7 separate regions of the Mus musculus genome follow, and all the other regions are linked to region 6. The links are chromatin contacts, called in public HiChIP or PLAC-seq and promoter capture Hi-C maps. All regions are on one chromosome and are shown on one strand. The core of a region is the stretch at or near the end of the contact, and the rest is flanking DNA. Distances in the headings are between cores, read along the strand shown.

Evidence for each region. Promoter capture Hi-C pulls out the DNA fragments that hold promoters and counts their contacts. HiChIP or PLAC-seq counts read pairs in DNA pulled down with a chosen protein or histone mark.
Region 1: a contact with region 6 is called in a promoter capture Hi-C map of the HPC-7 cell line. The contact joins the enhancer-like site here to the promoter of Rnf145 in region 6. A contact is called at or near these places in 11 of 39 promoter capture datasets (the HPC-7 cell line, HPC-7-derived erythroid cells, cranial neural crest and 6 more) and 9 of 115 datasets of contacts at active chromatin or transcription factors (bone marrow-derived macrophages, embryonic forebrain, embryonic hindbrain and 5 more).
Region 2: an H3K4me3 HiChIP or PLAC-seq map of bone marrow-derived macrophages shows a contact between it and region 6, with 9 times the contacts expected there. The contact joins the enhancer-like site here to the promoter of Rnf145 in region 6. A contact is called at or near these places in 5 of 39 promoter capture datasets (the 3T3-L1 cell line, hippocampal neurons, liver and 1 more) and 1 of 115 datasets of contacts at active chromatin or transcription factors (bone marrow-derived macrophages).
Region 3: a contact with region 6 is called in a FOXA1 HiChIP or PLAC-seq map of pancreatic cancer cells. The contact joins the enhancer-like site here to the promoter of Rnf145 in region 6. A contact is called at or near these places in 1 of 39 promoter capture datasets (hippocampal neurons) and 4 of 115 datasets of contacts at active chromatin or transcription factors (bone marrow-derived macrophages, embryonic forebrain, extraembryonic endoderm stem cells and 1 more).
Region 4: a promoter capture Hi-C map of the HPC-7 cell line shows a contact between it and region 6. The contact joins the promoter of Pwwp2a here to the promoter of Rnf145 in region 6. A contact is called at or near these places in 14 of 39 promoter capture datasets (the C10 cell line, the HPC-7 cell line, HPC-7-derived erythroid cells and 8 more), 7 of 484 Hi-C or Micro-C datasets (CD4 T cells, the HPC-7 cell line, the N1E-115 cell line and 4 more), 8 of 115 datasets of contacts at active chromatin or transcription factors (astrocytes, bone marrow-derived macrophages, cardiomyocytes and 5 more) and 3 of 9 other capture datasets (adipose tissue, liver and pancreatic islet).
Region 5: a contact with region 6 is called in an H3K4me3 HiChIP or PLAC-seq map of bone marrow-derived macrophages, with 4 times the contacts expected there. The contact joins the promoter of Fabp6 here to the promoter of Rnf145 in region 6. A contact is called at or near these places in 2 of 39 promoter capture datasets (cranial neural crest and embryonic stem cells) and 1 of 115 datasets of contacts at active chromatin or transcription factors (bone marrow-derived macrophages).
Region 7: an H3K4me3 HiChIP or PLAC-seq map of embryonic stem cells shows a contact between it and region 6, with 8 read pairs. The contact joins the promoter of Ccnjl here to the promoter of Rnf145 in region 6. A contact is called at or near these places in 6 of 39 promoter capture datasets (embryonic stem cells, hippocampal neurons, liver and 3 more), 2 of 484 Hi-C or Micro-C datasets (Sertoli cells and embryonic stem cells) and 4 of 115 datasets of contacts at active chromatin or transcription factors (embryonic stem cells, forebrain and neural tube).

What each region holds. Positions count from the first base shown.
Region 1 is chr11:43,702,406-43,705,315 of GRCm38.p6, forward strand. It overlaps Pwwp2a (PWWP domain containing 2A), which reads left to right. Exons shown (of 2, transcript NM_027557.1): 2 at 2,129-2,910. Among named protein-coding and RNA genes, the nearest start is that of Gm34963, 22 kb to the left of the region's middle. Within about 2 kb of position 1,371, at least 31 of the 459 cell types and tissues checked have an H3K27ac peak or open chromatin away from gene starts, as enhancers often do. A contact at or near this core is called in the HPC-7 cell line, bone marrow-derived macrophages and hematopoietic stem and progenitor cells, where this site is marked.
Region 2 is chr11:43,568,381-43,571,456 of GRCm38.p6, forward strand. All of the region lies in intron 3 of Ccnjl (cyclin J-like), which reads left to right. Among named protein-coding and RNA genes, the nearest start is that of Fabp6, 32 kb to the right of the region's middle. Within about 2 kb of position 1,406, at least 74 of the 459 cell types and tissues checked have an H3K27ac peak or open chromatin away from gene starts, as enhancers often do. A contact at or near this core is called in bone marrow-derived macrophages, where this site is marked.
Region 3 is chr11:43,632,708-43,635,740 of GRCm38.p6, forward strand. No RefSeq gene overlaps it. Among named protein-coding and RNA genes, the nearest start is that of Fabp6, 33 kb to the left of the region's middle. Within about 2 kb of position 1,569, at least 117 of the 459 cell types and tissues checked have an H3K27ac peak or open chromatin away from gene starts, as enhancers often do. A contact at or near this core is called in bone marrow-derived macrophages, extraembryonic endoderm stem cells, hippocampal neurons and 1 more, where this site is marked.
Region 4 is chr11:43,680,138-43,683,288 of GRCm38.p6, forward strand. It overlaps Pwwp2a (PWWP domain containing 2A), which reads left to right and starts at 1,861. Exons shown (of 2, transcript NM_027557.1): 1 at 1,861-2,479. The coding sequence starts at 1,956. Gm34963 (a long non-coding RNA gene) reads right to left here and starts at 1,927. Exons shown (of 2, transcript XR_388594.3): 1 at 1,698-1,927.
Region 5 is chr11:43,599,823-43,602,812 of GRCm38.p6, forward strand. Fabp6 (fatty acid binding protein 6) reads right to left here and starts at 1,740. Exons shown (of 4, transcript NM_008375.2): 1 at 1,623-1,740. The coding sequence starts at 1,689.
Region 6 is chr11:44,517,600-44,520,377 of GRCm38.p6, forward strand. Rnf145 (ring finger protein 145) reads left to right here and starts at 1,357. Exons shown (of 11, transcript NM_028862.4): 1 at 1,357-1,675.
Region 7 is chr11:43,527,409-43,530,528 of GRCm38.p6, forward strand. It overlaps Ccnjl (cyclin J-like), which reads left to right and starts at 1,341. Exons shown (of 6, transcript NM_001045530.2): 1 at 1,341-1,559; 2 at 1,947-2,051. The coding sequence starts at 1,989.

The sequences.
Region 1 (2,910 bases), core at 121-2,620, 820 kb before region 6:
CAAAACTAAAATTTACACTTGGTAAGAGCTCTGAGAACTTCACTGTAGATCACTGGGCGTGGTGGGGCATGCCTGTCATCCCAGGATTTGTGAGGCAGAGGCAGGAGGATTTGAGTTTGAGGCCAGCCTGGTACTATACTACATAGCAGTTTCTAAGCTAGCTTAGAATACGTAGTGAACATAATTTCAAAAAGTAAGCAAAATCATTCAGATTATTATGCCTTAAATTCTCCAGCCTAAAGATTTATTAATTTTTAGCGAGGATAATGAGAGGATCCTATCCTTTTTGTTTGGTTGTTTTTTTTTGTTTGTTTCTTTGTTTGTTTTGTTTTGGTTTTTTTTTTTTTTTTTGAGACAGGGTTTCTCTGTATAGCCCTGGCTGTCCTGGAACTCACTTTGTAGTCCAGGCTGGCCTCGAACTCAGAAATCCGCCTGCCTCTGCCTCCCAAGTTCTGAGATCAAAGGCGTGCACCACCACGCCTGGTGTTTTTTTGTTTTTGATATAGAATCTTTCTCAATAGTCTTGGCTGTCCTAGAACTTGATACATAGATCAGGCTAGCCTTGAACTCACAAAGATCCTCCTGTCTCTGCCTCCTGATTACTAAGATTAAAGGCATGAGCCACCACAACTGGCTAAAGATTTATTTTTAAAAAGTTATTCTGAACCTTCTGGAGAACATTTAAGAGGACAAGAACATAAAACACAGAAACAAATGAGCAAAAAACCCAAACACTTGTTATTTTCAAAAACTGACATATAGAAAACATTTTCTTCTAATTTACAGGGTTCCTCATGACCTGATAGTCTGCTGCTATCATTGGTTCTCTGTAACTTTGCCTTATAAAACTGGCATTAACATTGTCTTGTGCTAGATGTTGTTGTCTCAGTGTTTTTTAAAATTTGCATCCTGACATACACTGAGATACTTGGAATATGGTTTTGTTTTTATGAAAATGCAATAAAAACAGCAAATTTAACTGAAAGTTTCTTTATTTCAACCAAGTTACATTGATCCAGTTACATTTCCAGGTTTGTCTGAGAAACAGTTCTTATTTTCTGCTCATTCTCCTTCCTACTGAAGCTGGGATCTATTTATACATGCATACTGGGATCTATTTATACATGCATACTGGGATCTATTTATACATGCATACTGGCTATACAACTGGTTTGAAATTGGATTACACTTGAAAATACTGCTTGTCTTTTATTCTTTCCTTTGCTTTCTCTCTTTGAGACAAGAGACCTTGGCTGTGTTGTACAAGTTGGCTTTAAACTCAATCCTTTGTCACACCCTCCTGGGTACTGCCACTGCAGATTCTCGCCAGTCTGCCCAACTGAAATAATTTCTGAATGTAGTTTGTGGTTTTAAAAAGTGAAACTCAGGGACACTGAAGGGATGAGTCATCAGTTAGGAGCACAAACTGCTCTTCTGGACCTGGGTTCAGTCACCAGTACCAACACAGCAGATCACAATAATAATAATAATCTGTAACTCCAGTGTGGGGGATTCTTTTCTGGCTTCTGAAGGCACTGTACTCATGGTATATATAGATGATATTCATAGAGCCAAAACACCAGTATATACAAAGTAATACAAAACAAACTTTGAAACCACGCAGCTCTGCCTTGTCAGCATTGGAAATACTTTGAGCATCTGATTCTGTGCTGTTTAAACTGACCTGGAACTTCAGGTGTTCCTGCCTTAGCCTTGAGTGCAGAGATTACCAACAGGTGCTACCACCCTGGCTGGTATTAAGCTTTTGAGAGGTATTATGTATGACCAGAGGAAAATGATGACGTCTAATATATGGGTGCATTTACTGGAAAATGTGCATGGTTCAGTGAGTTTAATACCACATGGCATCTCATATTAATCTGTCTGATAACAGATCCATTTTAAATAAAGCCACTCTGGTATTGCCTAGAGTAACCATTTATTTCGGTTATTTCTAGTTTCTCTCTAAATGTAGAATCAAAAGAAGTGGAGAATTTTGTTACTTTGGAGACAGCAGTAGTTTATTTTAGATTCGTGTATAGATGCGTATGAAGTTGTTTACGTTTAAGAAGTTGAGTTACAGATATCAACTCACTAGCTTTCTTTTGTTCTTCCATTTCCTTCAAAGGTTTGGGCCCCATGGGATCCCTGTGACAGTATTTCCCAAAAGGGAATATAAGGACAAACCGGACGCCATGCAGCTCCAAAGTACCACATTCCAAGAAGGGATAGAAGTCAAGCAGGAAGTGAACGGTGCTGTTCCCGATGACCTCTCTCCAGTCCCTCCTCCTGAGCGCCTGTGGGCTTCCAAGCCACCTCCTCTCTTCCATGAAGGAGCACCTTACCCTCCCCCCTTGTTTATCAGGGACACATATAACCAATCAATACCTCAGCCGCCGCCTCGGAAAATTAAGCGACCCAAACGAAAAATGTACAGGGAAGAACCCACTTCAATAATGAATGCGATTAAGCTACGGCCCAGGCAAGTCCTGTGTGATAAGTGTAAAAACAGTGTTGTTGCTGAAAAGAAGGAAATTAGGAAAGGTAGCAGTGACTCTTCTAGGTATGAAGATAAAAAACGGAGAAATGACAGTGTAGCTACTGTGAACAAAAAACTGAAAACTGACCATAAAGTGGATGGGAAAAACCAAAACGAAAGCCAGAGAAGGAACACTGTGGTGAGGGTTTCCAGTATCGCTCACAGCAGGGGCAGAGTAGTCAAGGTTTCTGCTCAGGCAAATACATCAAAAGCTCAGTTAAATACCAAGAAAGTGCTCCAAAGCAAGAACATGGATCACGCAAAAGCTCGGGAAGTATTGAAAATTGCCAAAGAAAAGGCACAGAAGAAGCAAAGTGAAACCTCCACTTCCAAAACCGCCCATGCGAAAGTCCACTTCACACGTCGGTATC
Region 2 (3,076 bases), core at 156-2,655, 950 kb before region 6:
TCTCCTTCAGCTGCGCCTTCCTCCCCCCACCCCACACTAACCAACTACTGGGTTGTAGTCTGCACTAAAAACCATTTCATTCTCAAGAGAAGTACGCCGCCCTGGTGGTGAGAGGAGGACTTGCGGCTGTATTTGTTGTGTTAACATCAGAGTTTTTAAGATTGGCTTTAGGAAGTATGTGTTGCCTCTCCCCTTTCACGTCTTAATTTTAATTACAAGCATTTTGATGTCTAGACAGGAAAAGGCTCCTCTTTGTCACCAGACATGGTGGGGTTTCTGGGACTCTTCTAGGAAAATCTGACATCTCCTGACTTGTGGGCACTTGTTAAAGGCAGGTTCCTGCCAGGATATTCCTGGACTCTGCAGGCTCATATCCTGGAATCTTCTATGAGAGTTATACTTTGCCACTTCTGGAGTCTCAGTTCCCTTCAGCGGTGCCTCACCCTCTGAGGAGCTAAAGATGTTTTTCCTCTGTGGGAGAGTGAGCTCTGTTTCTTGTGGAAATTTAAAAAACAGAAAAAAAAAACAATAAAAAAAAATAGAAGTGTCTTAAGGCTTCACTATATTCCCTCCATCATCAGAATGTGGAGGTGGAAGGTGAGCCTTGTGTGGTAAATGGAATCACTACTGATTGTTGAGAGTTTATGTGCTATGTGAAGCTTTCTAATTTTTATACATTGTTACTCAGTTAATTCCCAAACAAATCCTAAGGAGATAGTCGCTATTTCCCTACTTAAACAGAGGTAGAAACCAAGGCTCAAGACATCAGGAACTTTTCTAAAAAGGACAGAAGAAAGGGGGACCAAGCAGGTGACTTGAAATGGCCTGGTAGGTCTGGGCTCACAGCTGCAGCCTTTGCCATTCACCTCTGTGCTTGGTGGTACCAGGAAGACACAGGTCAGCAGACAGGTTGTGCAGGCTCCCCAGTCCTCCCCTTCCTGAGCCAAAGACCCACATTGACTGAAAGATTGTGTCAGCCCTCAGGACTGTCCCTGTGTCAGGAAGTGGCTCTCCGTAACTCATAGCAGTGGCCGTGTTGCCTCTCTTGTTCCTTGTTTCTGCTCCCAGCAGAGGTTGGAACAAAAGATCCAGGGCCTCTGGTTTCTACACCTTTGGCCCTGCAACTTGGTTTGCTGTTGTTCGGTACCAGAAGCCCCATCAGACCCAGCCCGTGTGAGTGGGAATGGGCGTTATACTCAGCAGTCACTAAAGGAGCTTGATTCATGCCAGGACCCTGCTCTCCCACACAAAGCCCTTACCCCACCCTCGCCCTGGTGCCAGCCACGCATGTGACAAATGTCTCCTATCGCATAATCCTGGATTTCAGTCCCTAGAGTTATTTAGGTCACTTATAAAGTGGGACACAATGGAACCAGGGATTGGCTCAGGCTACCCTATGAAGTCATCATTCCTATTTCTGCATCCTGAGGCAGCGACGTCCTCGCAGTGAGAAGGGAAGCCTGTGTGTGACCCAACTGGCCAGATGCCACCACCAACCCTGGGAGGCATTTCCACAATTTCCTCTTGAGGAAAACAGATACTCACAGCCTCTCGGCTCCGCCCTAAACGGGCCTCAGGAATTGATTCCGGCCATCGGAAGTGTGCTGGCTCTCATTCCTCCACCCATCCGTCCGTCTGTCCGTCCGTAGGTCCATTCATGCATTATTTATCCTGCCTGCCGTAAGCACACACTGGAGACAGCCATCGACTGAGTGCCTTTGCTCTTCAGAGAGATGAGGAAGAGGAAGGGAGCTTTCTCTTTGTTATTAAGGGAGGAGGCAGTCCAGCCAGGCAGGGGTCTCAAGTCCACCTTCATGCCAGATGAGCTCAAAGCTCCAAAGCTCAAGGACCGTGGTACTGAAAGTTTGTCCCTCCAGGATGATCCTAGTTTCAACATCTTCCCAGAGACCAGAGATCTTGTACCCAGCTGCAGCAGGCCCATAGGAACAGTGGGGTTGGGGGCTGCCTGGTCCCCAAGCTCTGTGGCTGTCACAGCTGCCTTTCTTTCCCACAGAGCACAGAACACTGATGTAGAGGGCCCTTTTTCTCTTTGTCCCTGGCTCTCTGACTCTTTATCAAGGTATATCCAGAAATCCATCCTTGTACCTATAACTGAGGATGCTGCAAATTCTGGATGAAGCAGGATCTAGAAAGAGCTCCATTCCCTGTACACGAACCCAGCATGCCACCTCAACTCATCTCATTATTCCCATGTCACAGGCCAGGGCCAGAAAGCATAGGCCCAAGAGGCTGAGACTAAGCCCAGAGTATATGGCAGTGACCTGGCTGAGGCTCTAAGGTCTTGTAGTGTGCATGTCTTCAGTGTGTCCTGACTGCTGTGCTATGCTATGTGGTGAACAGTGTCTTCAGAATGATGTCCTCAAGTGGTTTCTGGGCTAGTGTCTGATCAGCTTTTCAGCCATATTGCTCCATCTGTGTCCCAGTTCCTGGAAAGAGACTTCTTGTTCCCTGCCTTGGGGAAAGAGTAGGAAGTACCCTCCCTAACTGCCACCATTAACAACAAAAAGGCTGGTGTTGGCTGTGTGTGTGTGTGTGTGTGTGTGTGTGTGTGTGTGTGTGTGTGGTTTTTGTGTGGTTTTCAGGTGAAGGATACCTTCACCTGAATGTATCTTGGTAGTCTGCCACACTTTTTATTTAAATTCTATTGTTCATAGAAAGAGCAGCTTCCTGTTGATCACACAGTTTTCCCTAGAAAAGCCCTGGAATCCCATCGCTCATCAGCATAAGGGAAATGGAAGAGGAAAGTGTTTGTGGAGCTCAGGGTGGTGACTAGACAGGAAGAGGCTGCAGTTGGCCTCACACCCAGGCCTATGGGAAACCTACACCCACAGTCATCCTCAAAAACTGTGGGTTGCCTTGGGACCATGTATATGAGGTTCATGCTTGTGATATAGAAAGTTCTAGACTTTAAAACCATTTGCTCATTTATGAAAAACAAACAAACAAACAAAAACAAAACAAAGCTATCTGCTGAGTACCATCCTTAGGCCAGAAGCTGCTCTCTGCTCTCTGGTGGTTTTCATAGCAGATGTGAAGCGAGCAGCCAGGGTTGATC
Region 3 (3,033 bases), core at 319-2,818, 880 kb before region 6:
ACTTCCCCCTTCTTCTCTTCCCCTGCTTAAAATATTGGCAACTCCTTCCTCCTTCTTCTGCTTGCAACTGTGTAGGCTAAAAAGCAAAACAGACACTAAAGCACAGTCACTTCCTACGGGGCTTAAAATAACATCTTCATCCTGGCCTTCCAGCCGCCCTGTCTGGCTTATCTGGGTTTATCTGTTTTCTTCAGCCCTTGGTCACAGGCCGCTCCTGGCTATTGTTCACTCCCTTCCAGTCTCCAGTCTCCTCCCTTTACCTGAATCTCCCTGGTTCTTCATTCAATTGTCTGCTTATCTCCAGTCTTCCGCCTGGAGGATAAACCACCTAAGACCAGGAACCCCCTCTGACTTGTTCCTGGCTGTGGCCCCCAAACCTCAAACATTGCAGCCCTGCACCCCACCCCCACCCCCCCCACACACACAAACACACGTATGGGCTCTTGGGTGGATGAAAGAATCCATCGATCTTTCACAAGTCGGGCTCTGTTCTAAGCAATTTACCTGTGCCACCTGACAGAATCCTGAGGGGATGAGCTGCTATTTATGCAGGGGTAGACCTGGTCAAGGTCACACAGCTAGGAAGGTTGTACTGAAACCAGCCTGCTCCTCTAAGACTACATGGGCATTACTGTGGGCAGCTGAGCTCTATAGAGAACTCCCACATTGTGTGCATGAATGAATGAGTGAGCCGATTATACACACCTGCACAGAGTAGCCCGCTGGAATAAGCAACCTTTCCCGATCCAAGCATCTCTATGGGATCTTCTGGCAGGGGGTAGGGAGGAGGGTGTGTGTGTCCGCTTTTGACATTTGGAAAGGCACAACACCCACTAAAGCTGATCTGTACACTAAGTACTGGATTCAGAGGGTCTGTGGCTTTCTTTTCTGCCCCGTGCTTCCAGCACCACTAGCTGCCCAGGCCTGGGGATGGGCGATGGGGTGGGGATGGGGGGGCAGCACCCAAGGAACATTGTATCCTGGTAGCTGTAGGCTCTCTTCAGGGTGGCTCTGCTATCTTGTGAGAGTCCTATCTCTCTGGCTAGCTGCCATTCGCCTGGCAGCCCTAATGTCTTATCTCATCCATCATCGGGCTACACTCATCCAAGCTGGATCTCCGAATGAGACATGTGTGCCGAAGATGGAATGGCCTGGAGCCCTGGAGGGAATCGAACCCACTGTAAAGGAGGCCGGAGAGGACCAGAACTGCAGGCCTGATGTCTGAGTGGATCCCTCTCCGCTGAGGAGGGCCCACAGAGAGAGAAGGGGAGGGCAGGGCAAAGGATGGACGGAGGAGAAAAAGGAAAAGCGGCTGGGGCAGAGGAATAGAGGTGTAGGGTGTTGGTTTCCTATTGCAATTGAAATGTAGACTCCTCTGGTGCCCCGCCAGCTTCAGCACACCCCTGCCCCGCCCCCACCCTCACCCTCCACCAAGCTGACAGCCTAGGAAAGCAGGCAGGTTAGGGAGGTGATTTATTGCAGGCTCTGCTCCTTCTAACACCAGGCTCCTTGGCCTGGCTTCCCTCACCCTCACCCCAGCACTTCCGCGTAGGAACCGCCTGGGAAAGTCTGAGCTTCTCCCCGCCTAGCTGCCGCGGTGCCTGGTTTGCTTTCCATCCCAGCCTCTAGGGAGAGGAATTTGTGCTGTCGCCCCTCCCCCACAACCGTTCTGCTGAAAGTCAAGATGTAGGACTCAGGCTCCCCAGAGATTTTCTAGTCCAGCCCTCGGATTTTGTTTTGCTTTTTAATCTAAACAATTAAAAAATAATAATAATTGCCAACCTTAAACTGAAATAGATTGCCCTTAAAAACTGTTTTTCTGCCGGGCGTGGTGCCGCACGCCTTTAATCCCAGCACTTGGGAGGCAGAGGCAGAGGCAGGCGGATTTCTGAGTTCCAGGACAGCCAGGGCTACACAGAGCAACCCTGTCTCAAAACACAACCCCCCCCCATTGTTTTTCTGATGCTGGGTAGTGATGGAGCACACTTTTAACTCCAGTACTGAGGAGGCAGAGGCAGGAGGATCTCTCTGAGTTTGAGGCCAGTCTGGTCTACAGATCGAGTTCCAGGTCAGCCAGGGCTACACAGAGAAACCCTGCCTCCAAACCAAAACCAAACCAAACCAAACCAACAACAACAATAACAGAAGAATGAAAGAAAACAAGTACAGAAAAGAATCAAGTAACTGGATGCCCTGCTATGACCTAGCCTTGAAATCCACATTGTTATTTCCACTTTCGTCGTTGGTCTAAATGACTAACTAGCTGCTCAAATCCAACAGGGACATCAATGCCTGCTCCTGAATTTTTTTTTTTTTTTTCCGAGACAGGGTTTCTCTGTGTAGTCCTGGCTGACCTGGAACTCACTTTGTAGACCAGGCTGGCCTCGAACTCAGAAATCCGCCTGCCTCTGCCTCCCGAGTGCTGGGATTAAAGGCGTGCGCCACCACGCCTGGCTCTCCTGAATTATTTTTAATTAATTAATTATGCATTGTGTGGCTTGGGCACCGCGTTGCCAATGTGGAGGTCAGAGGACAGCTTACAGGAGTGTTCTCACCTTCTCCCATGGGTGCCTAGGGATGGGACTGAGGCTTTCAGGCCTGGTGAGTTGGTAAGTAATACTTTTCTTCACTGAGCTGCCTCTCTCTCTCTCTCTCTCTCTCTCTCTCTCACACACACACACACACACACACACTTTTGGCACCAGGTTTTAAAACTACTCCAGCACGAATATAAACTGAAAAGTCAGGTTTTCCTTCGACCCGATTCCTCCAGGGCCTGATTCCAGTCCCTAGCAGCAAACCCAACCTATGTCCTCTATGGCTTTTTAGATAGAATACATGCCCACCAGTACCACAGAGACACGAGAACTATAGAAGCACAAACCATACTCTGTACTCTGGTTGTTCAACTCCTGTTCCAGCCGCCAGAACCCAAGTACATTGAAGCAATGGATTCCCTTGGATTTGAGGTCCAGCCCTTGCCACAGCTCTCTGCAATGTAACCCAAGAGTCAAGGGTTCTAGTTCAGTAGCA
Region 4 (3,151 bases), core at 611-3,110, 840 kb before region 6:
GGAGTGCTGGAACCAACTATGATTCTCTGCAATAGAAGCACATGGTCCTCACTGCTGAGCCATTGCTCTAGACCCCCAGAACACAGGACTTCAAATGAGAGGGTTTGGGAAAGTCAGTGGTACACAGTGGTCTCTAAACAAACTCCATTTTCCCTGTGGCTGTAAAGGGAGATTCTGAATTCTCCTTGACTGGCATCTTCTATTGGACTTTTACTTTCCTGAGAACTGCTAAGCTTGAAATAGACAGAACGTTGGCTAATATTTGCTTATTGTCATTTTGTCTTTTCTATAAAAAAATACCTGGACTTATGACCGTGTAATTTATTAGCTAAACAACATTAGAAACCTTTTTGTCTCAGTTTTCAAATAAAATGGGTATAATAGCACTTGTCGAATTGCAAGGACCATGTAAGATTGTACTAGATATTGATATATAGTATTCAATTAATCTTTGACATTTCATTCTTCCCTCCACGTTGGTAAATATCTTCTTTCTCTTTTGTAGGTGTTTTCAGTGCCTCTGATTGCTCCTATTAGAAAGGACTGACTGAGGAACAATCTGCAAGAAATGAGTACAGTGGCTCCTTCTAGACTTAACAGATTTCAAATAGAATTGGTCTTTAAACGCAACACTTGGGAGGCAGAGAGAAGGAGGCCGATCTCTGTGAGTTCCAGGCAAGCCAGAAGTACATAGGGAGACGCTGTTTCAAAACAAAAACCCAAACCACAAAAACAAGGACCTTAGGACACTGGAGGGCTCCCCTAGCCCTCATCTTTTCTTTCTTGGGATGGGATCTCAGTTTGCAGTTGAGTCTATCCTGAAACTGTATTAAGTCTGGACTAGAATTTTGCCATTTCTGCCTGTGCCTCCCAAGAGCTGCCCCACCGGCAACTATGCCTAGATTTCTTTCTTTCTTTCTTTCTTTCTTTCTTTCTTTCTTTCTTTCTTTCTTTCTTTCTTCCTTCCTTCCTTCCTTCCTTCCTTTCTTTCTTTCTTTCTTTCTTTCTTTCTTTCTGCACACGGCAAGGAAGAGGGTAAGGAAAGAAAAGGCTTCAATAGTGAACTCTTTCCGTGGATCTAAGGACTACAGTCAATTTAGCATGCCAGTTGTCTGTCTTCTCGTTAGAATTTTCCTTTTTTGAAATTAGCAGGTTCCTAGAGTTTAGTCCTTTATATTTTAAAGAGTGAAACCAAGGAAAACACCGCTTGTGTGTATGCGGGAGCTCCTGTCATGTGGTCATGGAGAATGTCTTGTACATCGCCCTGTTTCCAGCACCTCGTAATCTGACTAGTGAATAGGCACCCAAAAAGTGTCTCAGGATTATTTTCGGAACTTTAGTTATCTTTCCCAACAGAAGCCTGTTGTGCCCACACTTGGCCACAAGCAAATCCAAGCCTAGAAATAACATTTATTCTAAGGATCTCTGCGCAAAGATTCTTGGGAAGTGGTTCCCTTTCTGCATTCTCCCGCTATTCCCCCCTTGGGGAGTCTTTGAAAGAACTGGCACGACTCGCGTTTTCTTCCCTTCTCCCACCTCCGAAGAACGGGCCGAGTAAGGGCAGGGGCATAAACCAATCCTAAAGCGGTATTTCCCCTACTAACCAATAGATACAGGCTGTAAGCACAGGGCGCCGCTTTTGCCATCCTTCAGCCCGCCCCTCAAACTCCTTTTAGATTCTCCACTTGACAACTCACCTGACCAATGGGAAGTTCCTACTCTGAGGGAGGGGGCGGGACTCAGCCCGCGACAGACGGCTCCTTCTGACCAATGGGTTGACAGAAGTGCGGAAGGGGGTGGAAGGCGGAGCCAATGGCGCGGTGCCAATCACGAGCATCAGGGAAAGGGCGGGACGAGAGTGTTAGCGGGAGGGAGGGGAAGGCCTCGGGATCCCAGCCGCGCTGCCGCCGCCGCCGCCGCAGCCCGAGTAGGAGGAGGGAGAAACCAGCGAGAAAATGGCGGCCGTGGCTGCTGAGGCGGCGGCGACCGCGGCGTCCCCCGGGGAAGGGGGCGCCGGCGAGGCCGAGCCGGAGCTAGAGCCCATTCCCGGCAGCGAAGCCGGCACCCCCCTCCCGGTCACGGCCACGGAGGCGGCGGTGCCGGACGGCGAGGCCGACGGGCGCCAGTCCGCCCCTCAGGCCGACGAGCAGCCGCTGCCGCCACCGCCGCCGCCGCCGCCGCCGGGGGAGCTGGCCGATAGCTCCGAGGCTGAGGAGGCGAAGCCGCCCGAGCCCGCGGCTGTCCCGGTCTCGCCGCCCGAGCAGCCTCCGGCCGCCCCCGAGCAGCCCGAGGACGCGCCGCGGCCGCCACCAGCTCCGGCGCTCGTGCCGCCGGCGGGCGGGGACTCGGCGGTGTCGCACCTCATCCCCGGCTCGGAGGTGCGGGTCACGCTGGACCACATCATCGAGGACGCGCTCGTCGTGTCGTTCCGCCTCGGGGAGAAGCTCTTCTCCGGGGTCCTCATGGACCTATCCAAAAGGTACCGTCGGCCCCCCAACTGCAAGCTGTCCGCTCCGCCGCGAGGGAGAGCGCGAACCCGAGCTGCTCCCGCCCCGCCCTCGGGTCCTGCGCGCCGCGCCGCTCTCCGCGTGGGGCGCGCTCCGCGTGGGGCCGACGCGCGCGGCCCCGGCCCCAGGTGTGCAGCTGGGGACGCGCGCGGGTGCAGATGGCTGGCACACCCCGCCTCCGCATCCCCAGCCCCCTGCGACCCTCTGGCTTGCGCACTGGGGCAGATGGGTTAATGCAAAATGCAGATGGATCCCCTAGAGAAACGGGTGCTGTGGGGGGGGGGGGGGGGGAAGAGGTGCTGCGGAGGCATCTCCCTGTCCTCAAATCAACCTTTAACTTTAGCGGGGCTGAAGAAAGGGGTGTGTGCTTTGGGCTTCCCAAAAGGTTACCTGTCAGTTGTTAAAAGAGGAAGAGCCTAGAGTTAATGAACCCTTTTTTAACTGTTATTAAGAACTGCTGGAAATAGTTTCTCGGAGGATCACTCTTTAATAAGGAGGTACCTTTTGCTAATTTTACTTATAGCTTAAAGAAATATTGGAGACGGGATAGGTCCCCTGTCTTTTGAACATTTACTACCCAAGTGGTGGGTTTACAAAGGAATGTTCGCATGACTTTTTCTTTGGCAGTGATAGAGATTGAGTCT
Region 5 (2,990 bases), core at 490-2,989, 920 kb before region 6:
GCACCCACAAGGCAGTTTACAGCCATCTGTAACTACCGTTGTAAGGACTCTAGTGACCTCTTCTGACCTCTGGGGACTCCAGGCACTTACATACATGCAGGCAAACTCTAACAGATATAAAAAGATAAATAAATCTTATGACACACACCAAAGAAATAAAGACTCAGAAGAAAAAGTAGCCTGTCCACAAGGCCTTACAGGACAGAGGGACGGGGCTCCACTTTCAGGGCCACTCTGACACAGCAGAAGGACAAAGGACAAACACCACAAGAGGATGCCCGTGGGTCTCATGAAACTGGAACTGTTCTTCCTTCCTTTTTTTTTTTTTTTTTTTTGATAGTCCCAAGTGACCTGGACAGTGGATGACCTTGAATTTCTGGCCTTCCTTCCGCAGTCTCCTGAATGCTGGGATTATAGGCACTCACTACAAGGCCTAGTTTATGCAGTGCTGGTGATTGAAACAGGGCCTCAGGCATGCTAAGCAAACTGTCTCCCACCAGAGCTACATCTCATCCTTGACAATTGCATGGCCTCAGTGCTAGTGCACTGAAAGGTTGACAAGACCATCAAATCCACTTTCCCTTTGACACTTTGCAACTGACCAGTGTCAAAGGTCAACTCGAAACAGACCTTTTGCTGTCAAAAGGCAAGTAATAATGATAATAATAATAATAATAATAATAATAATAATAATCTGGTTTCTCTACCCGAAATAGTACAGTAAGGGAAGAAGAAAGTTTGTTGGTGAGCTATGTGGATTGTCTTGTTAAACATGGTTTCTGTATTAACTCCTTGGTCATCTCTCCCTAGCAGGATATAGTGACATCATTTATGACAGGGTTCTGGGTGTTAATGACCTCTGTCACTGACTTAGGTAAATCACTCTGAGGTGGCTCATCAAGAATATTGGGACAGTGGGCTGGAGAGATGGCACGTTTAAAAACATTAAAAAAAAAACCCAATTATTGGGACAGCCTTTGCATGTAGCAGACATTCAATAACTTTGAGCAGGATTAGGGATAAGGCTCGATTGACGAAACGCTCGCCTAGCATGAGTGAAGCCCAGGTGTGGTCACCAGCACTACATAACACAAGGTATGCATATGCCTGTAATCCCTCCCTCTGAGAGAGAAGCCAAGGAATCAAGATTTCAGCGTCATCCTCAGCTACATAGTGATTTTGAGGCCAGCTTAGACTGCATGAGACCCTGCTTCTAATAACAACAACAATAACAAACATTTGAACGAATAAACATCAGATCTCCACTTCACCAGTCACTACTATGTGGCCTTTAATGTTGATGAAACTTGTCTGAGACTCACACTTTCCGTACATGAATTAGAGATACTAAAATTCTCTAAGTCTTTTAAAAATCAAAGGATGTGTTACAGCTTTGATTATCTTTAGAGACAGAACAGAGTGTTTGCTCAGCAAAAGTCTGGGTGGGTGGATGGATGGATGGATGGATGGATGGATGGATGGATGGATGGAAGGATGGATGGATGGATGGAAGGATGGATGGATGAGTTCTGTCCTACTCTACCCCAAGAGTTTGGGTTCCTATCCCAGAGCTAGCTATAAGCAGCCAGTCCCAGGGAAGGGACACAAAGAAGCTCACTCACCCAGGCGCTTCATGAACTCATCGTAATTCTTCTCACTCTCAAATTCATATTTGCCACTGAAGGCCATGGTGCTGGAAGAGAGCTGGCAGCAGCGAGCAGCTAAGGAAGAAGGTTGGTCCTGAGGAGTCTGGAGTCCCAGCTTATAAACACTCCCAACTGCCAAGGCTCAGCCCCAAAGTCACCCCACTTCTCAGTCCTGCCCTAGCAGGGAGTTGCTTGATATTTTATGACGTGGGCAGGAGCCCCAAGGTTATTCACCTTAAGGAAAAACACCTACAATCCCACTACCAGTCCCAGTAAGGCCAAGGCCAGGACGGCCACAGAGTGTGGTCATTCACCTCTCTGCTCAGCCCCTCTCTGCCCATCCCTAAGCTCTCCTCAGCCTTCATTTACCAAGCTCTGTGCACTGAACTGTATATGGCAATCCAGAAGAACAAGGCATGAGCCTTTCCCAGGGAGCCCCCAGGCCAACCCTGACCCAAGGCACACAAGTGAAGTTTGTAAGCTAGATGTCTTATGTGCCACTTTACACATGGGGTTCCAGTCTTTGGGGTGTGGGGTGGCTTCTGGGTCACTTAAAGAAGCAATGCAAAATCCCTCGTCAGCATCTTCACCATTACTACTGTTAATGACAAAGTTTCGCCTGGGCACTGTGGACGACACCGATAATCCTGGTACTTGGGAGGCTGAAGAAGGTTTGTCATAATGCCAAGGAAAGAATGGGTCACAGAGCAAGATCCTGTATCAGGAACAAACCAAAAGCAAGCAAGCAAGCAAGCAAGCAAGAAAAAAAAAAACAAAAAACAAAAAACAAAAACAAACAAACAAACAAAAAAAACCCTCTCCTGTTCTGGGGTCTTCTCTCTGTGAAATCCCATCATTTCTATTCAAAGCAGAATTGACCACACTGGCTGACTCCCTACCTGGGACCAGGGGATAGTCGATTCTCTCTCTCTCTCTCTCTCTCTCTCTCTCTCTCTCTCTGTCTGTCTGTCTGTCTGTCTGTCTGTCTGTCTCTCTTATGTGTTTACACGTGTACCATGGTGTGTGTGTGTGTGTGTGTAGCCTGGCACCAAGTACCTTTCTCTACTGAGCCAGCCCCCTGACTCACTGCCTCCTGACCTGATGAAAAGTCAACTTTGACGCACACATAGCAGTCTTTAGTCTCCAATCCTAGAATTCCTTTTCCCGACAGGAGGTTTTCCACGTTCCTTTATGCCTTGCTTGTTTGCTTGCTTTTCTCATTCAAGACAGAGTTTCAGGTAGCCCAGACAGGCCTCAAACTCCTCACGTAGTCTAGGATGACCTGAATCTCCTGATCCTCTGCCTTACCCTCCCGAAATGTGGGGCTATAGGCACAGGCCAACA
Region 6 (2,778 bases), core at 107-2,606:
CAGAAAATGGGAGGGAGATATGCTACTGTGAACTTTAGTGATGGCTTTGGCTACATATTACTTATTTTACATCTATGAATGTTTTGTCTGCAGATATGTCTGAGCACCACATGTTTGTAGTGTCCATGGAGGCCAGAAGAGGGCGTCAGATCCTCTGGGACTCGAGTTACCAGCTACACCTGGGTGCTGAGAATTGAACCTGGGGGTGGGGTGTTCTCTAGAAGAACAAAAAGGGCTCTTAAGAGCTAAGCCATCTCTCCTGCTCTGATGACCTTGTATATGTAGAGGTTGTGTTTACAGTTTTATAGCAGGGGAGACCCAGAGGTTCAGAATCGTGGGTGTATGTGTCTCATAAGCAGTGGACAAGGACACATAAACATCAAAGAATACTCATTTTGTCTTGTACAGATTGTAAGGTGGAGGCTCTTGGCAAGTTTCCGAATGAGCCAGAATGGTTGCAATGCCTTACAAATCACTTGGTGTTCATCTTCTGTTACCTAGGCACTGCCTAATGAAAGGCCACACTAGTTTCTAGTGGCAACTGATTCTCAAGGGACTAAACTAAAAGCAAGGAACAACAGAGCAAATGGCAGAAGGTAATAGCGAGGCAATGGTAATACAGATGAACGTAGTAATAGATCCCTGCAAAGATCAGCTTAAGTCCTCAGCAAGCTTATATACTATATAGACACAGATCCTGCTCTAAAAGCTTCTACATTTATAATACGGCAAGAATGTGCCATAGTATTAGGAGACTAGAGCAGAACAAAAGGGTTTCAGGGAAAGGGTGTGTGCACACTAATGTGGTTTGAACCTTGAACCAAAAGAAATGGCAAACCTATTTACACCTTTTATTTTCATACAGTAGTTAATCATTTGCACCAAACGAAGGAGCCGGAATACAGTCCCAGGGAGCAATTCCAAACCATTCACTCATCCAGCATTTTACTCTTCGTCGTCCCTGATGCCTTAGAGACGAGTCTTAGTCTAGTCAAGGAGAGAGTTAAAAATTGCTCTGGGTTTGCACGCGGCAGGGACCAGCCTTTCACATTGTCCCACGTGGTCCCAGCAGGTGAGTGTAGGTGTGGGCGCGTGCGGCTCGTGGTGTCTGCGGAGTGAGCGCGAACACGTGTCAGAATGGCTGGGGTCACAGTGCATGTCCCGGTGTCGCCTCACCCTTCCTTGGAATAGTCTGCCGGACCAGCACCAAAGAGAAGCCGGCGTTTCGGGCCCACTCAACGGAGGCGGTGCGGGAAGATCCCGCCGTGCGCGATTGTGAGTGAGCGTGGGCGCACGGGGGCCGGGCGATGGCGAGCTCGCGCGCAGGCGCAGAGCGCGCGAGCCGGCGGTCGCCGCAGAGCGCGGGGGGCGGAGCCGGAGCGCGGGGACCAGGCCATGGCGGCCGCCGGGCGCTGGTGCCGGCGCTCGGCCCGGGAGCGCCTTTGTCGCCGCGGAGGATGGTGACCTCACGGTTCGGGCCGCTTCCGCTGCCTCCGCCTCCCGAGACGCCGCAGCCGAGGCCGGACGCGGGAGAGCCGCCGCTGTGAGCCGCGCAAACCGGGCCCCCCGCCGTCGGAACCGAAGATCTCACCGGAGGGGCGGGAATCGGAGCCGGGCAGCAGCGGACACCGCCATCCCCAGTGCCGCCCCGCAGGCAGGGAGGCTGCGGCTCCAGGTGACTGCGGTCAGCCGGGAGCATCCCGCAGGCCTGCTGCCCACTGCGCCTCCCCTCCCCTCCCCCACCCTCGCTCCTCCCCGCCGCGCCCCCTCCTTCTCCGGCTCTTGGCCCCGGCCTGGTCCCCCTCCGCACCGCGCCCTCCCGCCCACCCCTGAGCAGCGATCAGTCTCCTGCGACCTCCTCGCAGAGCCTCATACTCGTTCCCGGGGCCTCGGCTGCCTCCTCACCACCTTCCATCCTTCTTTCCTCCCGCGCCTGGAGAGGGAGAGAACCCTCACATTCCTGAGATGCCCTCATTGGGGCTCACCCCTCTCTGCTCTCCTGTACCCCGGTTGCAAGGCCTTTCCCGGTCTCTCTGGCAGAGGTGTCCAGTCCGGGCTCCTTTGCTCAGGTTTGCATTTCTAACTTTTCGTCTTTTGCGTTTCTGTTCACTCTTTTTGCTTTCAAGCTTCTTCCCTCTTCCCTGGCGTCTCCTCACCTCGCAGCCCCTTAACTCAGCCTAACCATGTGCAGGCGGTGCAGGTTGCGGGTTTCAGAAAGACCTGCCAAGCCCAAAGAATAGGGGGACCCCTGGCTTAGTGTGCAGTGCGCCTCTCTTCAGTCACGAGCAGCTCATCTCTCTCTTACTGTGTTCCTTTTCCCGCTCGCCATCCCTGGGTTCGCCCTCTCCAGTTCTGCTTTCCCACCCTAGGACCTTTGTGGAATGAACCCCCTATTCTATCTAAGGGTTAGGAACTTGACTCATATAAGCGCGCCTTATGAGGCGCGGTAGAGCCAGCACCCTTGGCGAGGCAGGGAGCACCCGGGCTTCTCTTCCTGGCAGAGTTTCTGCTCCACGTAATCCCCTAGCCTTGGGGCTGCTGCGTCCGTGCCGCGCTGCTGTGCTGTGCTCGCTGCCTGCTTGCGGCGAGCTGGCTTGGGGTTACTACAGTTCAAATGTATCTGAGCAAAGCAGGCGGGGTTGGGGGAGGTGCGGGGAGAGAGTGAGATGGGGCGGGGGAAGGGGCCTTTGCAGTGGGAAGGCATCAAAGATTAATGGATGGCTTTGCATCTCTGTCTGCAGTAAACAGGAAACTAGTCTGAAAGGAAGGGGTGTGTGT
Region 7 (3,120 bases), core at 91-2,590, 990 kb before region 6:
GCATATATATCACATTTGTTTAATCTCAGGTATTTTTTAAATTTTTATGAGGGCTCATAAATGCTAAAACTTCTTTTCAGTACAAGTTCATCAAAGCTAAAAAAAAAAACATAGAAAAACAAAACAAAACAAAACAAAAAACCCTCAGCCTAGACAGGGTTCAAACTTCTGTGTAACTCAGGCTGCCCTTGAACTCCTAACCCTTAAGCTACAGACAGCCTTCTGAGTGCTAATGTCGCAGGTATGCAGTACTATAGTAGCCTTTCAAAACTAAATTGTATTTTTAACCCGTAAAATTTTACTTGCGGCTTGATGATGGTGGCACACACCTTTAGTCCCAGCTCACAGGACTCTGTAGTCCTACAAGACCTCCCTCAGATCGCCAAGTTCAAGGCCAGCCTGGTCTACAGAGCAAGTCCCAGGACAGCTGGGGCTACACAGAAAAACCATGTCTCAAACCACAACAAATATCTATCTTGTAGAAAACTAGGCAGAAACTAAAGTCTTTTTCGTGTAATTATTTATTGACTGGTGACTTTCTAACGGGCCTAGTGGTAATCCTCTTTCGTGTCCTTTCTCATTTAATCATAATGTATCCCCAGCAGATTATTGTAGTTTGTATCCCTCTATTACCTAAAGCCAAGCTCTAAGTGGTTAAGACACTGGGTGAACAAAAACACCCAGGTAGTTGGTGGACTTGATTTTAAGTTAGTGGGATCACCAAAGGGCTCACAAAAATCAGCACAGCAGGATGTTATGCCATTATACTGCAGGCTCCAGAAAATGCCTTTCTGAAAACAAGTAAATTAAAAGGGCTTTCTATCCCGCAACCTGCCACAAGGACTGTTTCCCTGCAATGCTCAGCATGGATGCACGCTTAAGAGTACAATAAGATACTCACTGAGCCCTCTTTATAAAGAGGAACTCGTGCGTATCCAAGGGTGTCTTCTCTGGGGCTCCTGTGGGAATTGTTTGAAAATCTACCTCCCCATCGCAGGGCAGGCTGAAAAAGAAAGAAAGACAGGTGGAAGCGTCTGCAGGTTGGCAGGAGCAGCGCATGCGGAAGTCAGAACTTTCTGGGGGCGTCCTGGCCGCTGGATCCACGCGCGGCACACGCAGGTGGCGCCGCGTCCCCCGCGCTCCAGGATCAAGGGGGCAGGGTCACTGGGGATCGCCCCCAGAGTCCCAGGGAAGGTGAAGCCTAGCTTTCTGCCCGGGCGAGGGAGGAGGGTGGGCAGGAAGCGCAGCTCAGCGCCGGGGAAAGAAAGACTGCCATTCCCAGCCCCCCGCCCCGCGGGGCGCGGGGTGCTGGCGGCGCATGCGCGAGGCCCGGCCCCCAATTCCCCGAGCGAGGGAGGGAGGCCCCCGGCGGCCCGAACTGCGAGCCGCGGCGGGACCGAGCGCACGCAGGGGCGCGCCGGTGGCCGGGCGGGACGGGCTGCAGAGGCAGCGGTCGCGAGCACGCGAGGCCAGGGACCGGGCGGCCATCGGAGGGCACTACGTACCCGGTGCGGGAAGGGACCCACCACCCGCGGCCCCCCACGCCGGGACAGCGATGCGTGAGTCTGGCCCCGGCTCGAGGGCAGGATGTGCGAGCAGGACAAAGGCTAGGCGGCGGGGGAGGAGTTGGGGACTCTGAGCCAGTGACCCAGCCAGCCCTGGGAGAGCTACTACAGCCCGCAACTTTGCAACTTTTGCAGAGGGGCACATTGGATATTCTGCAAGTTGTTGCACACAGTTCCAGATAGCCCCAGGTTGGGCGGGCGGAGGGAGGGGAGCGGGGACACTGCTGGCTCTTCAGGACAGCGGGCGACAGCCAGCTCCACGGTGCAGGGCAGGAGGGGGCGCCCGTCCCGGACTGGGACAGGGACCGAGGAGGATCAGGGTCACTGAGGGCAGGGTGAAGGAAGAGTCTCCGATCGCTGAAGCTCCTGGTGTCCTCGCAGGGTGCGCCCCGAGATCCCGGTAGCTTCATAACTGCGGCGGTGATGGATGAGCCGTGGTGGGAAGGGCGCGTCGCCTCGGACGTACACTGCACTCTGCGCGAGAAGGTCAGTTCCTCCCCGCCCTTGTCACTCGCAAGGACTGGGTATTTAAAGTCACTTTCGGTCTCCTGTGGGTGTCTTCAGGATGCCCCGCATGGGAACTCAGCACTCTTGGTGCCCTTTTATTTGTGCGCCTGCTCTTTTACCTTCATGGGGAGTGTGGTCTTCTTCCAGGCAAAGGACCTGGAGATCCAAGAACTTGAAGTCGGTTTTTCACCAGCCACCTAAATGAAGAATAGTTCGTATCCCATTGGATTTCCTCCCGAGGTTACTTTACATGGTACAAGAATGGATTAAAAAAAAAATACTGTGTATCCATTACAGTGTGTAATTCAAAGACACATAATACCACCTACTATACATAATGCTGATTTTCCCTATCATTGTAATGATGTTGTAGCAATTTCTTTTAAAATATAATTACTAGACTAGTGCATAGCTCAGTGGTAAAGCAGATGCCTAAATAAATCTATGCAAACGTAGTAAAGTTACAGTTCGGTGTAAAGAAATATTAGGTAGATGGTGGGAATTCATTGTTAAGGCAGGAACTGAATGAAATTTAAAAGTCTGGCCTGGGGGCAGTCCTAGCACTGTGGAGACAGCAGAAGGATCTCCACAAGTTCAAGGTCAACTGAAGCGTCAGGAGGAGCTCCAGGAAGCACAGGGCTACACAGTGGGACACTTTGTCTCAAAACGAGAGAAAGAAAAGACACACTAGCCTTAACCGAAAGAGGTTGCAGACTAGAAAGCTAAGGGAGAAAACACAAACTCCCCTGCCAGTTGGCCTCCTGTGGTAGAAGGTGGGCTGGCTGAAACTTGATCCCCCTCTCAGTTCACCTCCTGTTGCTGAGGCTGCTGTTGGCCACTGGGAAACTGGGAAAACCCAGAGGACTGAATGAAGGCTTTGCCTCTTTCTTCCTGTACCTGGGCTGGGAAGGATTGTTTGGAGACTTGGTGTGAATGGAAGCAGAGCTACTGTAACAAAGTACTAGAGGCTGGTGGGCATCCGATTTCAGGATGTTGGAAGGATACAGAAGATCCGTTTGCTTTTGAGACAGGGTCTTGTTATGGAGCC